2 separate regions of the Mus musculus genome follow, and region 2 is linked to region 1. The links are chromatin contacts, called in public Hi-C maps. All regions are on one chromosome and are shown on one strand. Each heading gives the region's core, a stretch centred on a gene start, on an enhancer-like site or on the middle of the called end of the contact. The rest is flanking DNA. Distances are from core to core; before and after follow the strand shown. Region 1 holds the start of Snapc3 (small nuclear RNA activating complex, polypeptide 3). Region 2 has its middle 20 kb from the start of Gm46887.

Evidence for each region. Hi-C and Micro-C count contacts between places; a contact is called where the count stands out from the background.
Region 2: a contact with region 1 is called in a Hi-C map of cortical neurons, with 2.0 times the contacts expected there. The contact joins the enhancer-like site here to the promoter of Snapc3 in region 1. A contact is called at or near these places in 5 of 39 promoter capture datasets (the 3T3-L1 cell line, the C10 cell line, embryonic stem cells and 2 more), 3 of 484 Hi-C or Micro-C datasets (cerebellum, cortical neurons and embryonic stem cells) and 7 of 115 datasets of contacts at active chromatin or transcription factors (CD8 T cells, bone marrow-derived macrophages and embryonic stem cells).

What each region holds. Positions count from the first base shown.
Region 1 is chr4:83,416,097-83,419,113 of GRCm38.p6, forward strand. Snapc3 (small nuclear RNA activating complex, polypeptide 3) reads left to right here and starts at 1,628. Exons shown (of 9, transcript NM_029949.4): 1 at 1,628-1,958; 2 at 2,610-2,687. The coding sequence starts at 1,657.
Region 2 is chr4:83,205,399-83,208,679 of GRCm38.p6, forward strand. No RefSeq gene overlaps it. Among named protein-coding and RNA genes, the nearest start is that of Gm46887, 20 kb to the left of the region's middle. Within about 2 kb of position 1,908, at least 27 of the 459 cell types and tissues checked have an H3K27ac peak or open chromatin away from gene starts, as enhancers often do. A contact at or near this core is called in cerebellum and cortical neurons, where this site is marked.

The DNA of each region.
Region 1 (3,017 bases), core at 378-2,877:
TGCCCCTGGGTTCCTGCTCTGCTGGAGTCTTGTCCTGACTTCCTTTGCTGATGGCCTGTGATATGGAAGCCAAGTTGCTTTGGTCATGGTGTTTTGCCCATATTGTCTGTGCACTATTGCATGCCTGGTACCCAAAGAGGTCAGAAGAGGCCCTGGAACTGGAGTTATAGACCACTGAGAACTGCCACACGGGTGCTGGGAACCGAACCCAGGTCCTCTGGAAGAGAAGCTGAAGCTCTTTAGCCACTGAGAGACATCTCTCCAGTCCTGCTTGTTGTTTAGGAGACAGGAATTCCTGTATCCCAGGCTTGCTTCAAACTCCCTCTGAAGGTGATTATGACCTTGAACTTCTGGTCCTCCTGCCTCTCCCTTGCAAGTGCTGGGATTATTGATCCCAGGACTTCATGCATGTGAGCCAAGTATTTTATCAGTTGAGCTGCAGCCCAGTCCATCCAATGAGTTTCAATAAATAAAATATATAATATCCATGCAATACAATTAAATTCAACCAAAAAGGGGGGGGGGATGAAGTACTGAAATTTGCTGCAAAGTAAAAATATTGTACAATATTATAGAAACCTATTGTAAAGGTCATATATGATTACATTTATATTACATGTAGAAAATAAACTGGGTGTGGTGGGACATACCTTTAATCCCAGGACTCAGGAGGCAGAAGCGGCTGTGAATTCAAGGCTAGACTGTTCTACGTAGTGATATCCTATTTCAAAAAGCCCAGATAGCAAACCTTTACAGACGTAAAGCCTGAAAAGTGTTGGCTAAAGTTGGAAGGATTGGGAGTCATAACTAAAAGCAACCTTTTCACGAGTGGTGAAAATGTTCTTAAACTAATGGTTGCCCCATTGTGAATATACTAAAAGCCACTAAAGGAATAGTTCCAATGGCTGAATTATACAACATGTGTCACAGGACAATCATACAAGCCAGGGATTGTTCAGCACACCCTGCTATGATATTTGGAACAGCTGAGCGATGGCCAAGCTTCAGAAACATCTAGGCTCACTGGGTTTCAAGCTACTTCCATTTCCTAGTTTACCGGTTTACTCCTTTAACAATCACATTCGGCTCTCTCCCCGGAAAAGTGGTGACTTTTCAAAATATATACATATGGCTAAGAATGAATTTGTGTGTTGCATAGCCGACGTTCGATAAGCTCTATCGTGCAGGTAGGTATACAAAGGCACGCATACAAACACACACCGTGCCTTTCAGAAGATTCTGGACGAACCAGTCTCAGTGCCCCTTGTCCTTCAGGATTCTCTCTAGGATAGGAGGAACCGCAGAGCAGCTCGCAAAACCAGTGGACAAAAGTCCCGCCCCTACGAACCAGATTTGAGAAAACTATGAGATGGGGACCCAATGATTGAGTCTTTAGGTAATTGTGGGTCCCAATACCAGATCAGCTCGGAACACAGCGAGCCGCACAGCCCTCGGACAAGTCCAGAGAACAATGCATCCAGCCCGGCCCACAGCGACCGAGCCGCGCCCAGGCGGTAGCCAGCCTGCTGGGAAATGTAGTTTCTGAAGCACAGCTCGCGCAACCGCCCGCCACCCCGGAGCTCTGCAAAACTACAAATCCCGTCACGCCCCGCGACGCCCTCTCGCCAGCTTTTGCCGGAAGGGATCGTGGCTGACATGGCGGAGGACCTGCAGGGCGGCGGTGCGGGTGGCCCACAGCACCCAGTCCCCAGTGCGAGCCACAGCAGCTTTCCGGAATACGAGCTTCCCGAGTTGCACACGCGCGTGTTCCATGTGGGCTCCTTTGGGGAGCTATGGCGTGGCCGGCTAGGGGCCCAGGATTTGTCGCTGAGCGAACCGCAGGCAGCCGAGCAGCCGACCGACGGAGGGGCATCCAACGACGGCTTTGAGGATGCTGCAGTAGCCAGCGATCTGGGCTGCAGTCTGGAGGCAGCAGCAGAGCTGAGGGTCGTGTGCGGGTGAGTGTGCGGCTTCGGGGTTTTGCGTGGATCCCGCAGGGCTCAGCCTCGTCCCTGCGCTTCTCGGAGACCCTTAACCTTCGTCCCCCTAAACCCTTTCCGGAAGGCCGGAAGAGATCCTTGGGTCCAAAAGCACTTTCCTGAGGGGTGGATCCAGTAACGGGACACTACAAATGCACGAAAGACTTCTATTCTTGATCTTTAAAGTGCTTGTTGAAGTAACAGCGGTATATATCTGTCATTGATATTTGGACAATGGAAGTACCTGAGGATGGAGGAGACTTAAACAGAGCCGGGTTGAAACCTTTATTAACCGTGGTTTCTAGCGGTCCTCATGAAAATGTTATTACTAAAATTTCCCTAAAAGTTTCTTACCTGGAAATAGAAATACAAAAACTAACTTGTAGCGGTCCTTCTCCTTTTGACAGTACTGGCTGTCCTCAAATGAACATACACCCTTTTCGGTATAACACTGGCACAAAAACCATTGTCTTGAATTCTGGCCTCTTTTGAGCTGCCTGCTGGATTTCATAAGACTTAATTATTCAATGATGTATTTAGGACAAGCTCTGACCCGCTGTTGAAAAATGCATGGCTGATCATAAATCGTTGCTTTTCCTTTCTCCCTTTCCCAACCTCCCTTTCTCTAAGCCTTGATAAACTGAGATGCCTCGGGGAAGATGAAGACCCGGAAGTCATCCCAGAGAACACTGACCTAGTGACTTTATGGTATGAGTTTTGTTTTGTTATATGCTATTTGTTTTGGTGCTGGAGATGAAACACGACCTACCACTAAACTACAGTTAGTCTTTCTGCTGTTTATCTGAACACTCTGAATGTTTTACTCCACCACTTAAAATTCAACCATTAGTTTGGTGTCCTGGCTTTTGGCTGTAATCCCAGCCCTCGGGAGGCTGAGTCAAAACTGATGTAAGTTAGAGGTTAGCCTTAGCTACCTAGTGAGTTCAATGATAATTGATGACTGGTTGTTGTTGTGGTGGTGGTTGTTGTTGTTTTAAACATTTGGACATCCTTTCTTTGGCTCTGTGGCTCTGTGGC
Region 2 (3,281 bases), core at 658-3,157, 210 kb before region 1:
CAAATTTGTTCATCTTAAACAGTAGATGCATAAATCATAGCCACAGCCCTGCTTTTTTCATGTTTTCTATATACTACATCATTCCTTTGGCCTTAAATGGGAATCCTTCTTAAGGAGTCGATGTGTTGAATCTTATCTGTTCTGCCACCATTGTTGACAGTTAAGACCACTGGGTATTCTTAACTATTGTAAACTGATTTAGACTCACATCAATATTGTCTTAGTCCTAAGTCAACATTCACTTATCCAACAAATCCTCTGACTAAATGTGATGTGTCAGACACGCTGCTGGGCAGAAGGATAAGAGATGTGATTTAAATAGCTCGTGTTGGAAGAGACATACTTTCAAATTAACTATAATTAAATGAAATATGGGCTGTAATAAGTGGCTGAGGACTGATGAGATGGAGACTTGCCACAAGGCTTGACAAGATGAGTTAGATTCCTGGGACACACACAGTGGGAGGAGAAGCCAACTCCTGCAAGTGGCCCTCTGACCTCCACATGGGTGTCATTGTATGTACCTGCTACCTTCTCCACATGCTTGTACAATAAATAAGTAAATGTAGTTTAAAACTTTTTAAAATAATAAAATAATCTTATTTTATTTTGTCTCATTCAAAATTGACACTGTCAAAATTCATTCGGTAATGACTTTTGTCTCAGGAGTAAAATTCAGGATGTAAGCCTTCAGAAGTGAGTACCACACCAAAAATGTAAGAGACTTAATCGAACTGTTATGATATGTACTGCTTTAAAATGAATTTTTCATTCTACTTCATGATTTATATACAAAATGTTATGTTATGTATTCAAGCTTAGTTTCAATCTTTTCATAATCACCCATAAAAATGGTAACCAGATAAGGAAAAGATAAGATTTAGCTTTCCTGAAAGAAATGTGGTAAGATCAACAATTGTCCAAATTCATTAAGGGAGAGGAGGAAGAACCAGAGTGGATGGGTTGTGTGTCACCTGCTGTGGCGCTTGTCCATCCATTCTACTGATGAGCAAGGAGTCTAGCTAGCAAACTTGCACAGGGATGCAGGTGTGTAAGGAAGATGCACACAGACTGGAATGGAGCAAATCGGTTGAGAATTTTCTATGGATCAGAAGTGTAGGGATGAGTTGAATAAAACTGGACACCATGGCAAAGACACAGCACTTTGTTCCTGCAGTGTTCCTGGGAGGACTGAACAAATTAATGAGCCCTGTATGCCTACCACTGGACCAAAGCCATCTCAATAGGATGGTGGCCAGCCTGCTCCCCAAATTATCCTTCCCCCTACATAATCCCAGTAGGATAGGCTCTTTACTCTTTCAAAGATCATGGCTCCCAGAAAAAAACATCATGATTATTTATTTAGAATCTGTTTTGGAAATAGAAAACTAAAGAGGCGAGAAGGAGGGAGCAGCACGGCTTCAAAAGCTTCCTTTCTGTGGGACATTCAGCTGCACCTGAGGCAAACAAAACCAGAGCCTCCCCTTTGCCCACAGAGCCCTGGAGACCAGGGTACCCACCTGGGGAGCCGCGGCACTCCTTTGCAGTGGGAATACAACAATTAATGTAGTGATACGCGGAATTTGAATAGAATATAAATTGTGCTGAATCTCACATATGGTGTCCTAAAAATGTCCAAAATGATGTCAGCCGAAGGGAGGGGGAGGAGGGGTGCTGCAATTAGATGTATGAGGAAGAGGCAGTTGAGAAAACAGATTAATGATGCCTTTGACACAATCAGCCTGAGAGGAATACTGGTTTCCATGGCAACCAAACCACTTAACCTAAATTAACAAAGCTGTTAAGAAAGAAAAACTTAAAAGATGAGGAGGGGAAAAGCCAAAGGAGTCTCTTTGGGGAAATTAAATGGCCTGTCCCATCCTCACCTGATAGAGGGGTGTGTATTAACTAGGGTGTCCGCAGGGTGTGGATTTTCTTACACTCTCTGGTTCCCAGTAATTAGTGTTCAAAAGCAGTCCAAGGATGTTGAGAAATTGTGGCTAATTAGCACAGATTTCCGATAGAACAGCCTGATTATCCTGATTCAGCCTGAGCTAGGCAGCAAGGATGAGAGAGAGAGAGAGAGAGAGAGAGAGAGAGAGAGAGAGAGAGAGAGAGAGAAAAGGCCGAGTCTTGCTTGCCTTAAACTCTGTGAAGATGTTCCCACACGCCATTGCTGCAGCATCTGCCCAGAAGCCCCATGCTCAGAATTAACCCAGGTCAGACAAGATGCTGACTGACATTTTATATGCTGCATAGAATGATATGGGCTATTCATTCACACTGAGGTAGTGCCAAAACAAGATAATAAATGATTACTTGTGGATAAAGTAATGTTCCATATGTAAGAAAGGAATTGTGTCTTCCTGGGTCAGATTTAGTATACAGTTAAGTTTCCCTGTGACTGGGATGTGTTTGCAATGACATACACCCAAATGTGCATGGATTGAGGAAGGCAGGAAGCAGTTGTTACAAGCTTGTAATAAAGCATCGACTCTAGCATTGTGCCTTCACTGTCTCCTGAGCCTGAAAACCAGGGAAATGGATAGAGGATGCCTGTTGACTTCATATTCATTGCTTCTACTAAAAATACGTCTGCTTACAGATACTGTGCTATCAACTCAAGTGAGAAAAGGTAAGAGCCCTGCTTACACCACTCAGCATCTCATAGGTCATGCAGCCTCCTGGTTTCATGAGATAAAGTGTAAGTACCACATGACAACAGTAAATCATGCTAAGCCCTTGTTAGTGTATTATACATTAGGAAGAACTAAAAACACAGTAGGGTTTTCAAAGCTAACATTCAAGCTTCCCTATCAGGTTCAATTTTAGTAATTAAACTGAAAGGTGGGAAGCGTACACATTGGTGTTGTTTTATGGTTTTTATTTCTCTGTGTATGTGTGGGTGGGTGTGTATGTGTGCATGCACGTTGCTTCGCTGTGGGACAGAGCATGTGCCTGTGATGGCCAGAGGCTGATGCTGGGTTTGTCCACAGTCTTCTCACCTTGTTCTTGTTTGTCATGGCTCTTTTCCCTCTCTTCTTTCACCGTTTCATATATATGTTGTACTTTGATCCTATATATGATCATATATATGTTGTACTTTGATCCCACTACCCTCTCTTCCTCCATCTTTCTGAACTCCTATTTTTCAACAAGACCTTTCTATTTTCATGTCACACACCTGTGCATGCATGTGTGCATGTGTTCATGTGTGTGTGTGTGTGTGTGCGCGCGCGCACGCGCGCGCATGCCCATGCATCCGTGCGTGCATGTGTCTC